Linked DNA regions of Sus scrofa: region 1 is linked to region 2. A link is a contact called in public HiChIP or PLAC-seq data. All regions are on one chromosome and are shown on one strand. The core of a region is the stretch at or near the end of the contact, and the rest is flanking DNA. Distances in the headings are between cores, read along the strand shown. Region 1 holds the start of ZBTB8OS (protein archease). Region 2 holds the start of ZBTB8A (zinc finger and BTB domain-containing protein 8A).

Region 1 (5,898 bases), core at 574-3,073, 65 kb before region 2:
ACTCAGCCGTAAAAAGGAAGAAATAATGCCATTTGCAGCAACCTGGATGCAATTAGATGATCATACTAAGTGAAATCAGAAAGAGAAAGACAAATATCATTTATATTGGAGAGTCTAAAATATGACAAACCTATCTACAAAACAGAAACAGACTCAGATATAGGAAATAAATTTGTGGTTGCCAAGGGGGTTGGGAGAGGGAGCAGGAGGTGGGGGTTAGCAGATGTAATAAGCTAGTCTACACGAAAGTGGTAATAAACAAGATCCTACTGTATAACAAAGAAAATTATATTCAGTGTCCTAGGAAAACCATAATGGAAAAGAATATATATCCAAAAAAAAGTGTACACAGGAAACTGTGATTGGGTCACTTTGCTATACAACAGAAACCGAAGAAGCATGGAAAATCAGCTGTACTTTAAAAACATAACTGAATCACTTTGCCGTACAGCAGAAATTTACACAACATTGTAAATCAGTACCTCAATAAAAACAAGTAAATAAAAAGAAAACATCAGTATGTTCTCTCTTATATGCTAAACTGCAAAATAATTTTACATTTTGCCTTACTTTCTGGCCTAGGAAAAAAATGTCACCAATAGGCTTTGATCACGTGTCCTCTACGGGTGACTGGAGAGAGGAAAACAGGGAAAATCAATGTGAGAAATCTACACTGAGGACACAACAAAACAGCATTCGAGAGATTCCTATCACCTGGTTACATCTGGAAGCCACTGTGCAGTTAGGCTGGGCCACTCCAGAGCATGGGTCATCACCAAATCGTAAAGAAAAGGGGTGTTCTTTTTCCATATTTTGTACTCTTCGTTGATCACACGTTCTTCTACTGCGTCATCAAAGGCTGCTAAAAAATTAAGAACAAATTAAGTTAGCGACCACAAACGGAAACCGAGTAAACACTTCCAAAGCTACCGTCACGGCTCCTGAATCCTGATTCTGAAATGGAGATTAGTCTAGATCTCCCGGAGGCGCAGGCACCACCACCGCTCTCCAGCTTCGCCGGGCGGGAACTGCTCGGGTAATCCCGACCAGACACTCCGTTAGCCCTTCGGGCGACGGCGCCCGCCGTCGAGCGCACAGAACCGACGGTGAGACCGAGCACCGACCCCTGCGGGTAGGGAGAGCGGCCGGGAGGACCCGGAGAGAGGCAGGTAGACCGACGGGGAGCGCGGGAGGGACCAAACACCCCCCCCGAGGCCACCACGGCCAGCCTCACACCGCTGCGCCGGGCCTCCGCTCCAGAGGGGCTGGCGCGCCATGAGCCCGCCCCGCGGGGCGATTTTTCCTCACGCCTGCGATGGCGGGGACGGCCCTAGGCAGAGTCTGGCCTGCCCCCACCGTTAGGCCGCGTTGAGGCCGCGGCGCAAGCCTGACTCCTCCCGCCCTCCTGGGGCGGCCCCGGCACCCTCACCTTCCTTGTCCGCCATGGCGTACAGGCAAGCCGGGGGGATCCTGGGGCAGAGCGTTGCGAGAGGGGCGGGGAGGCTGCGAGCGCTCCTTCTGCGCGCGCGGCCTCTATTGTTTCCTGCTGCCCCTGCGTGAGGGCCGACTCGCGCACCTTCGCGCCAACATCGGCCAATCGGAGTGCGCCGAACGTCGGTGTGGGCGGGGAAGCCGCGATCGCAGCCTATCCAGACGCGCGGAGCAGCTTGCCTCCAGGCCCAGGCGCGCGCTCTGCCCCTGCCCCCACACGGCCCCAAGCCGACTTCCTCCGATCACGCGCGCGCGCTCGCGCGCGCGGGAGTAGTAGAAGTGCACCCGCCCGGGGTCACGTGAGAGGTTTAGTCCGCACGCTTTTGGGGGCAGCCATTTTCGTGAAGGGTGTTAAGCTAGCGACCCCTTCAAAGTAGTACTTTAGATGGGAAAATGTAGGATGCTTCCGGGTCTAGTTATCTATTGTGGGGCTAGGCGGCAAGAAAAGGCCTCTATCATTCAGATCGAAAGGTGTCTAATTCGTGTCCCTTATTCCACGTCCTCCAAATTATTTGTTTCCTTAGTCGTAGGAAGAACTATTAAGCAAGAGCAGAAAGTGGGTCCTTCGACTTTTAATGATGTGCTCCAAACCCTGGGACACAGAACGGAAGTCTAGAAGGATTAAGTACCTCCCAGGGAATGGAGCCCTGGTCCTTTAAGGGTGTGCCAAGGGGCGGAGTCTAGAGCGGAAGTTATAAGTCAGGGCCGAAGTCCAGCTGAAGAAGGGCGGAAGCTGAGTTTGGGTCCAAAAGCACAATCATGGCGCTGGAAGGGGAAGATTTTAGAGATTACAATTTGACTGAGGAGCAGAAGGCGATCAAGGCCAAGTATCCTCCAGTCAATCGGAAGTACGAGTGTGAGTAGGTGTCTCACTTCTCTCATTACCTGGGGCTTCTGGCCTCGCCTTCCACTTTGTCCCCTACGGTACTTCCGGCACGTTCCCTTTTAGCCCTGTTTGTCTCTTCTGTGCTTGTCCCGCGGATGCTGAAGGGAAAAGCCACCCGGTCTGAATCGGAAATCTGGGCTTCCACATTTAGTCTTTTGAACTTTTTCTACGTGTGCCTATTCACGCTTACTTTGTGGGAATTTTATTGGTGTATTAATTCTAAACACAACCGTGTTTTCAAGCGTTTGCGGAGTTGTCGTCTCCTAAGAGTGTGGCTAGGTTAGGGGACTGAAAGCTCTCAGTAGGGAACTTCTAACTTGGTGTTTTACCTGTATCGTGTTAGTAAAAAGACCTGGTTTTGCCATATTTAGTTAAGTGACTTTAGGCAAATCACATAACCTTTCTTTGCATTCAGTTCCTTCATGTGAGGGATAATTGAGATAAAAATAAATGTGAAAGTGTAGTGCAGACTCTGAAGTTCTATATAAACCTTAAGCTATCATCCCTAAAGGTGGCTGTGGTCTGGGAAGGACTAATCTGACTCTAATATCCCTGCTTAAAATATTTCATTAAATTCCCCTTGTCTTCAGTATAGAATCCAACTATTTACCATAGCTTACTAGGCTTAGTTCTTTCTGGACCCTGTATGTCTCCCTACGCTCATTTTTCTCTCACTTAGCAATTTTTAAAAATTACTTTTAATAAGTTCTATACATGATGCCAAATTCAAAAAGTACAGGGAGTTCCCACTGTGGTACAGTGGGTTAAGAATCTGACTGAAGTGACTCAGGTTGCTCTGGACGTGCAGGTTGGATCCCCAGCCCAGTGCAGTGTGGAAACCAATCCGACTAGGAACCATGAGGTTGCAGAGTCAATCTCTGGCCTGGGAACTTCCAGCCCAGATTTCTAGCCACCTAGTCTTTGTCTCCAGATCAGCCATTCTTAACATTTTCTTATATGTACATGTAGAGATGGACATTTAGTTTAGTTAACCACTTTCTAATTGATGGACATTTATGTTTTTATTCTTTTACAATTGGAAACAATGCAGCAGTGAGTATACTTGTACATCCATTGCTTGGCACCTGTGCAAGTATATCTGTGGAATAAATTTCCAAAAGTTACATTGTTTTGTCAAAAGGCAACTGCTTTTTTTTTTTTTTTTGCCCTCCCCTCCAGCCTGTGGAAGTCCCTGAATCAGGGACTGAACCTGAGCTACAGCAGCAGCCCAAGCTGCTGCAGTGACAATGCAGGATCCTTAATCTGCTGAGCCACAAGGGAGCTCCTGCATTTTTAACTTCAGCAGTTATTGCCAAATAGCTCTCCATTGAAGTTGTGCCTGTTTATACTCTCCCCAGCATCTTTTCTCATACTTTTGCCAGTTTACTGTTACCATACTTTTTGGTCTTTTCCAGTTTGTTGAGTGTCTTGTTACACTAATTGCATTTTTCTCACTATGAGTGAGGTGGAACATATTTTCGTATGTTTGGAGCTATTTGTGTTTCCTTTTCTGATATGTATATTCTTTTTTTTTTCCTTTTTTTTGCTTTTTTTATTAGGGCTGCACTCGCAACATATGGAGGTTCCCAGGCTAGGGGTTGAGTCCAAGCTACAGCTGCCAGCGTACACCACAACCACAGCAATGCAGGATCTGAGCCATGTCTACAACCTACACCACAGCTCATGGCAATGCTGGATCCTTAACCCACTGAGTGAGGCTAGGGATTGAACCCGAAACCTCATGGTTCCTAGTCGGATTCGTTTCCATTGCACCACAACAGGTACTCCTATATTCATATTTTTTAATCCATTCTTCTACTGGGTTGTTGGTCTTTTTTACTATGTAGAAATGTACTTTTTAAATTTTTTTTGGTTTCACGTGTGGCAGAGGAAATTCCAGGGCCAGGGATCAAACTGGTGCCATAGCTGCAGCCTGAACCACGGCAGAGATAACTGCTGGATCCTTAACCCACTGTGCCACAAAGAAACTCCTATTACCCATTTTTATAGCTTCTGTGATGTCATACTTAGGCCTTGCCTACTCTGAGGTTGTAAACTAATTCTCCCATGTTTCCTTCTAGTATAATATTCCTATCTGTATAATTCAATGAACTAATTTTTTTCCTAATGTAACACAGTCAGGCATACATAAAATCTGTTCGGAGCACAAGATAGCACAGTGGATTTTAATGTTACAGAGTATGAAAAGTTCACTGTTAGAGCTTCAAATTCCACATTGCAAATAACCTTTAAAAAACTACCATGTTTCTAGTTTTGGGGTAGTAGCAAGGAAGACTATACAGTTTTTGTTTCTCTCTCCACTTCAGCTGTACTGCTCCTGTACATTTTTTATTAAGCTGCTAAAATACTCTTTTCCTTCTACCTCCTGCATATATATCTGTCACATTGGGTTTTATTTATGTACTTTAACTAAACTGTCATATTGCAACACATTGAAAAGTCAGACATTATAAATATTCGCAGGAGTTCCCATTGTGGCTTAGTGGAAACAAATCTGACTAGTATCCCTGAGGATATGGGTTCAATCCTTGGCCTCGATCAGTGGGTTAAGGATCCAACAATGCCTTGAGCTTGTTGTAGGTTGCAGATGAGGCTTGGATCTTGGGTTTCTGTGGCTGTGGTGTAGGCTGGCAGCTGTAGCTCTGATTTGACCCCTAGCCTGGGAACTTCCATATACTGCACCTCTGGCCCTTAAAAAAATTTTTTCTTTTTGCAGAGATGCTGAACAGTGCCACTCTTCTCACTAAACTTTTTGAAAAATACAGGGTTTTTTTTTAAATTAAAATATGTAATTTATGTTATACTATGAGCTTATTTTTATTTTATTTTTAATTTTTTTTTTTTTGTCTTTTCTAAGACCACACCAGTGGAATATGGAAGTTCCCAGGCTAGGGGTCTAATTGGAGCTGTAGCCACCAGCCTATGCCAGAGCCACAGCAACGTGGGATCGAGCCACTTCTGCAAACTACATCATCGCTCATGGCAACGCCAGATCCTCAACCCACTGATCAAGGCCAGGGATTGAACCCACAATCTCATGGTTCCTAGTCGGATTTGTTAACCACTGAGCCACGACGGGAACGCCAATGAGCTTACTTTTCAATGAATGAATAAGTAGTTAAATTTTTTTTTTTTTTTTTTTTTTTGTCTTTTTGTCTTTTGTTGTTGTTGCTATTTCTTGGGCCGCTCCCGCGGCATATGGAGGTTCCCAGGCTAGGGGTTGAATTGGAGCTGTAGCCACCGGCCTACGCCAGAGCCACAGCAACGCGGGATCCCAGCCGCGTCTGCAACCTACACCACAGCTCACGGCAACGCCGGATCGTTAACCCACTGAGCAAGGGCAGGGACCGAACCCGCAACCTCATGATTCCTAGTCGGATTCGTTAACCACTGCGCCACGACGGGAACTCCTAAATTTTTTTTTTTTTCAGCTAAAATTTCTAGTATGGGAGTTCCCTTCGGGCTCAGTGGTTAACGAATCTGACTAGGAACCATGGGGT
Region 2 (6,215 bases), core at 2,875-5,374:
GGCATGGGTTCAATCCCTGACCCAGGAATTTCCGCATGTCCTAGCCACAGCCAAAAGAAAAAAAATTGGGGAGTTCCCGTGTGGCTCAACAGGTTAAGGATCCAGAGTAGTCACTGCAGAGGTGTGGGTTCAATCCCTAGCCTGGGAAATTCTGCATGCTGCTGGCATGGCCAAATTTTTTTTTTTTTACTTTTTAGGGTCGATCTTGCAGCATATGGAAGTTGGCAGGCTACGGGTCAAATCGGAGCTACAACTGCCATCTTATGCCACAGCCACAGCAACTCAGGATCCGAGCGAGCCATGTCAACGACCTGCACCATAGCTCACGGCAACACCAGATCCCCGATCCACTAATCGAGGCCAGGGATTGAACCCACATCCTCATGGATACCAGTCAGATTCGTTTCCACCACGGCACAACGGGAACTCCAACCCCGGAAAGATTTAGAACTAAGTATAAAACTGTTTAAGAAAATCAAAGCAGTATTTGGGCAAATCTCAATGAAAAGATGGCATTTAAAGAAAAATCCAGGAGTTCCCACTGTGGTACAGCAGGTTATGGATCTGGCACTGTCTCTGAGGCAGTACAGGCTTGATCCCCAGCCTGGTTCATTGGGTTAAGAATCTGGTGTTGATGCAGCTGTGGCTCAGATTCAGTCCCTGGCCCGGGAAATTCCATGTGCTGTGGATGCCAAAAAGAAAAAAAAAAAAAAAGGAAAAGAAATTTTTTAATTAAAAAAATAAAGTCTAGAGAGTTCCCTGGTGGTTTAGTAGTTAGGATGTGGTGCTTTCACTGCTGTGGCTTGAGTTCCATCCCTGGTCTGGGAACTGAGATCCCACATCAAGCTGCAGGCTGGGGCCAAAGAAAAGAAAAAAAAAAAAAAAAAGGGTCCAAAGGAGGACAAAGAGTCAGTCAGGCATCTGGGGGAAGGGTGTTCCAGGCAGATGTAACAGCAAGTGCAAAGGCTCTGAGGTGAAGCAGGCAAAGAAGACTGGAGGAACATTAAGGAGGGCTGGGGCAGGTAGGACATCATGGGACCAGTTTCTACAAGGCCTTACAGACTATTTAGGGGCCTCCGACTTTTGGTCTGAGTAAAATGGGGAGCCACTGAAGATGGGGAGCCACTGACCAATTCTGAGCAAAGAGGTGACAAAGACTTCCCTCAAGGGGATGAAAAAACTTGCACCAAATCTTTTAAATCTGATAAACATGTAGTTAGGTCACTGAAAGGGTTGAACCTATTAGACAGAAATTCCATTTGATCTAGAAAATAAGATTTAAATGATATAGGAGGAAACAAGTATTGCCCTATCTTACAAAGTTTTTCCTGGGCTCAAATCACTATCAACAGCAAAGCTGGTAATTTCAAGGCCCTGAGAAAAGGTCTAGCAGAGTGCCTTCTTTACCGGGTCGGAAATTTACATGATGTGGAAAAGGTCAAGACGATGCCTCCTACTAACATTTTAGAGCCATGTCCGTTTAGCCAAGACCGGCAGGTTGGATCCTCACTTCCCATTAACATCTTGTGTGGTCAGGGGGCTCCTGGGAATAAAGACATCTGATCTCTGGTTATAGCAAAGGGCTCTTGCTCCAGGGGCCTCACAAACCCAGCCATACCCAGGGCTTGGGGAAGGTTACAGAAAGGAAGATTGAGCTGGGGTTCTTCTGCTGAGGATTTTAGATTTGCTTCTGATACAAATCAGTTAACGTTTTCAGAGCAGGGAAGCAATATGAGTTGCTTACTGGAAAGCTCTGGAGGTGACTTTAGGAGGAAATGAAGAGCTAGAGCAGGAGGCAAGGGCATTGGAAGGCTGCCACCTCTCACCTCCTGGCTTAAAGCTTAAATGCTTAATGTGTTTCCTCATCTAGAAAGTGAAATAATCCTCAGCCTGACTGGGTAGTTGTTTTATGTGATATAATTCATATAGGCGAAAGCACTCCATTTACTAAAGTTCTGCAAATAAAAACATTTATCAAGAATAGAAGTAAAACTGATGTGTGGAGTTTAAAAGCCCAATAGGTGAGAATCTGCGGCTTCCAAACACTCATTGGACTAAAACTAACACAATGTTACTTGTCTACCATATCTCAATTTAAAAGGAAAAAAAGGGGAGAAAAAAAAAAACAAAAAAACCACGCCTTTTAAAGATGTGGAGACTGGCTGGCTACTGGCACAATCAACAATAAATAAGCGCATGCGATGGAGAAGGGGCCAAACCACTAATTAACTTACAAGAGAGGCCGTCTGCATAGGTAGAAGGTGCGTACGTGTGGGTTCGGCATAAAATAATAATTATAGCTCAATATTTGTTAGGTATAGTAAGTCTGCCTTGGCTTCTCAGCCCGGATCTGTCACATCACCATATAAAACCAAAGGATGGAGGATGTACGCAGAAACTCGGACTACTGCCCAGCCAGCCACCTACCCGAGGAAGCGCCCGGAGCTGCAGGAGAGAAGCCCCGGACCTTGGCCACCCCACCCGGCGGGCCACCCATCACCCGCCGCGCAGCCCGAGCCCGGCTGGCTGCCGACCCTCCGGGAGTCCGCGCCGCCCGACGGCTCCAGACACGCCCGGCACGGTCCCCGCGCCGCCTTCCCGCCGCCGCCGCCAGGAGGCTCCGCGCGCCTTCCCGCCTTTCCCCGCGCCGCGGCCGGGCCAGGCCGGGCGGCCAGGCGGGCGCGGCGCTGGGCGGGCGCGGGCGGCGACGGCGCTGCCATTGTCCCGCAACCCCTCCCGGGCGCGCAGGCGGGCCGGGCCGGGCGGTTGGATGGGCGCCGGAGAGGCGGCCGCGCAGTCCGGGGACCGGTGCGCCCCGCCGCCGCCCGCCTCTCCCCCGCTGGCCGCCGCCCGGAGGCCGGGTCCTGGGCGCCGGCTGCCCGCGCCTCCTTTGTGACCGTCTCCAGCCCCTCGGAGCCGGCGCGCCACCGCCGCTGTGCCCGGGGCTGCAAATGGCGCCCGCTCGCCTCTGCGCCTCCCGCCGCTCTCTGGACCGGGAACGTCTGGGGGCGCCGCGCCGGGGCCGCATCCCGCTGTCGCCGCCGCCGCTGCCGCCCGGGGACCAGAGCCCGCGGCGCCTTCGCCCGCAGCTAGGCTCGTGGGCCCGTCCCGGGCAGCCCCGACGCCCCGCCCGCCCTTCGCCCGCGTCGCGCGCAGCCACTTACCGCGGGCCGCGGCGCACCGGCGGGGCGCGCGCGCGGGCTGGGGGAAGATTCCCGGTTCCCGGCAGGGGAAATACCCCCTTTTGAAGCCGTTCCTTTGCGCCCTAAAACAAGTAGCCCCAACGTGAGAGAAACAAAAGGTATTTGCTGACGTGGGCGTTGGACAGAAACGCCCGAGGGCTGGGGACACAATTAAAGGGGCAACGCACAGATTTCAGGCACCAACCAGCAGCTTCGCCCACTCCCCCTGCCCTTGCCTACACCCTGCTGCACCCTCCGGAGGCAATGGAGTGCCCAGATCCCCTAGCACTTGACTACAGAATCATTATTTAGTAAGGAGCTTAAATTTTAAATTGTACTTTACGTTGGGAAAGGCGCCTCCGGGAGGGCAGAAGGGCTGGATTTCTAGGATCTGGGGAATTTGGTTTAGGAAAGAGGGAGGGACTTAGGCGTGCCCACAATTACTGTATAAGTGCATGTGACATTATTGTACTTAAGTTTAGCAACGTCAAATGGAAGAGATCTGCACAGAATTTTTCCCTTTTTGAAGAACTCGTTTTAGTCAAGGGTAATCTTTTCTAAACCTCTGCAAGTCACAAGAATTTTCTTTGAAGAGGATAACCCAAGAAGCTGAGATAAGAAAAAATAATCCTTGGTCAAGTTCAGAGAAAATATAAAACTAGTAAGAATAGGAGGTTTTGTGTTGTCAAATACTAACATTGATGATACATCCCTAATGTTTAGAGTACACACGTCAGGTTCTATATCTGCTAACATCATAAATCACTGAATATTCATAGTTAGCAGGCAAACATTAATTCTACAAACTACGTTTTCCAGTTCCTTCTGCTGGGGTCAGGCATTGAATAATACTGTGATATAGCAAAACCGAAAAAAAGACTCAAAATTTTAAAACATTTAGTTTTTGTTGGATTTCTCTCTTTTGTCACACTCAGTCATACTGAACAGAATTTATTACTGTGGTTTCATCAATAGTTAGCTATGTGATTTGAGGATCATAGTCTCTACTAGAAGGATACAAAATATTCACAACTATCTCTTAATGTCACTTCTGTATTACTTGAGTTATTTTGCTATTTAGTTGCACCTTCTCACATTCTGAACAGGTAATTGAAAACATGTTTGAAAACCTGCTAGGTATCAGGAGATTTGGATGTACCCAAACTATTCTGCTAGCATCCCCATTGAGAATTCTCCCCCAAAGACCTGGGCATTGTTATCACAAAGGGTTTTATTTTAGCCTTAATTAATTAAAACATGCAAAAAAGTTCTACAAACTTGTTCCTCAAGAGAGCACATCCTTTGTTGCAAGGAAAAAGTAATGGAAGTTTTTTCCCTCAACTTCCCCCTCCTAGCTTCTGAAACTCAATTTATATGTTTGGCGAACTTCTTATGTTATGAATAATTGGTGGGAGATAGAATCTGCCTTCTGCAGCAGAATCTGGAAATGCCAGTGACTTGCTTTCCCAGAATCCCTTGTGGCTAAGGCAATGGTCATGGGCTACACTTTAATAATCAGAGGCACTTACTGGGGACTTTGATGAGGGAGCTATACCACCAAGAAGCAGGAACCTCTAAGAATCTTTTCTGGCAGTGGTGACTGTTGCAGCAAGATAGTGTCTCCAGGTGCCATAGAGGCAGTGCTGTTAGTGGCAGTATCCGCTGTCCAGCACTAGGGTTATCTGTGGTGCCAGCTGCCAGGTCTCTGCTGAGAGCAGTGTTGGTATCCTTACCAGGCCAGTTCTATGGTATGACTTGCTGTTGTTTCTACCTGGTTAGCATAGGCACCAAACCCTATGCTTTGCTCTTCCCATAATTCTGTAAACTTTTAATACATTCATTTCTGTTTAAATCAGCCAAGGCAAATGAGTCTGTGTCACTAAGAACCCTAGATAGTACAAAATGTTAAAAGGCATTTGGACATATGGCCTGGAACATAATAGATAAAATTATTTGAGGTAAAGTGTTGTCATCAATGTAGCTAGGAATTAAAACCATGGATATAGATAGAGAAAGAGAATATAAAATAAGAAAAGAATAAAGCATAGAACAAGCATCACCAGCTTCATCATCTAGTGGCTTCCTAGAGGAAAGTAAAATTGCAAGAATCTAAGAAGTGACTGGGATAGAAGGAAGAGATGTGGGATAGTGCGGTGTTATGGAAACTAGGAGGGGGGGAGTTTCCATTGTGGCTCAGCAGAAACAAACCCAACTAGTATCCATGAGGATGCAGGTTCGATCCCTGGCCTCGCTCAGTGGGTTAAGGATCCAGTGTTGCCATGAGCTGTGGTATAGGTTGCAGACGCGGCTCGGATCCTGTGTTGTTGTGGCTCTGGCGTAGGCCAGCGGCTACAGCTCCTATTGGACCCCTAGCCTGGGAACTTCCATATGCCGAGGGAGCGGCCCAAGAAATGGCAAAAAGAAAAAAAAAAGAAAGAAAGAAAATGTCTATTGGATTTAACAACTTGGAAATCATTGACTTCAGAGAACATTATTACGCTTGAAAGAAGGGAGCAAAATCCAGATTAGGGGACTACATAGGGATAAAGAAATAGAGGTGGTGAGAATACACAACCCTTGAGAGATCTGGTGGGGAAGGGTGATAGTCTAGTTACCATTGCTGTGTAATAAATCAACCTGAACTTTGTGGCATAAATCAAAGACTATTGGAATTCCCTTGTGGCACAGAGGGTTAAGGATCCAGCGTTGTCACTATTGGAATTCCCTTGTGGCACAGAGGGTTAAGGATCCAGCGTTGGGTTGCTGCTGTGGGGTGGGTTTGACCCCCGGCCTGGGAACTTTCACATACTATGGGTGTGGCCAAAAATAAATAAGTAAATAATAAAAAAAGAGTATTTTATTATGCTTATGGAGTCCATGGCTCAAGAATTTTTTTTTTTTTTTGTCTTTTTGCTATTTCTTTGGGCCGCTCCCGCAGCATATGGAGGTTCCCAGGCTAGGGGTTGAATCGGAGCTGTAGCCACCAGCCTACGCCAGAGCCACAGCAACATGGGATCCAAGCCGCATCTGCGA

What was found. HiChIP or PLAC-seq counts read pairs in DNA pulled down with a chosen protein or histone mark.
Region 1: a contact with region 2 is called in an H3K27ac HiChIP or PLAC-seq map of skeletal muscle. The contact joins the promoter of ZBTB8OS here to the promoter of ZBTB8A in region 2. A contact is called at or near these places in 3 of 47 Hi-C or Micro-C datasets (epiblast stem cells, fibroblasts and skeletal muscle) and 1 of 2 datasets of contacts at active chromatin or transcription factors (skeletal muscle).

Annotation. Positions count from the first base shown.
Region 1 is chr6:88,982,924-88,988,821 of Sscrofa11.1, reverse strand. It overlaps ZBTB8OS (protein archease), which reads left to right and starts at 1,823. Exons shown (of 7, transcript XM_005665186.3): 1 at 1,823-2,347. The coding sequence starts at 2,251. RBBP4 (histone-binding protein RBBP4) reads right to left here and starts at 1,730. Exons shown (of 12, transcript XM_013999126.2): 1 at 1,430-1,730; 2 at 715-862. The coding sequence starts at 1,445.
Region 2 is chr6:88,920,155-88,926,369 of Sscrofa11.1, reverse strand. It overlaps ZBTB8A (zinc finger and BTB domain-containing protein 8A), which reads right to left and starts at 4,124. Exons shown (of 5, transcript XM_003356289.4): 1 at 3,165-4,124.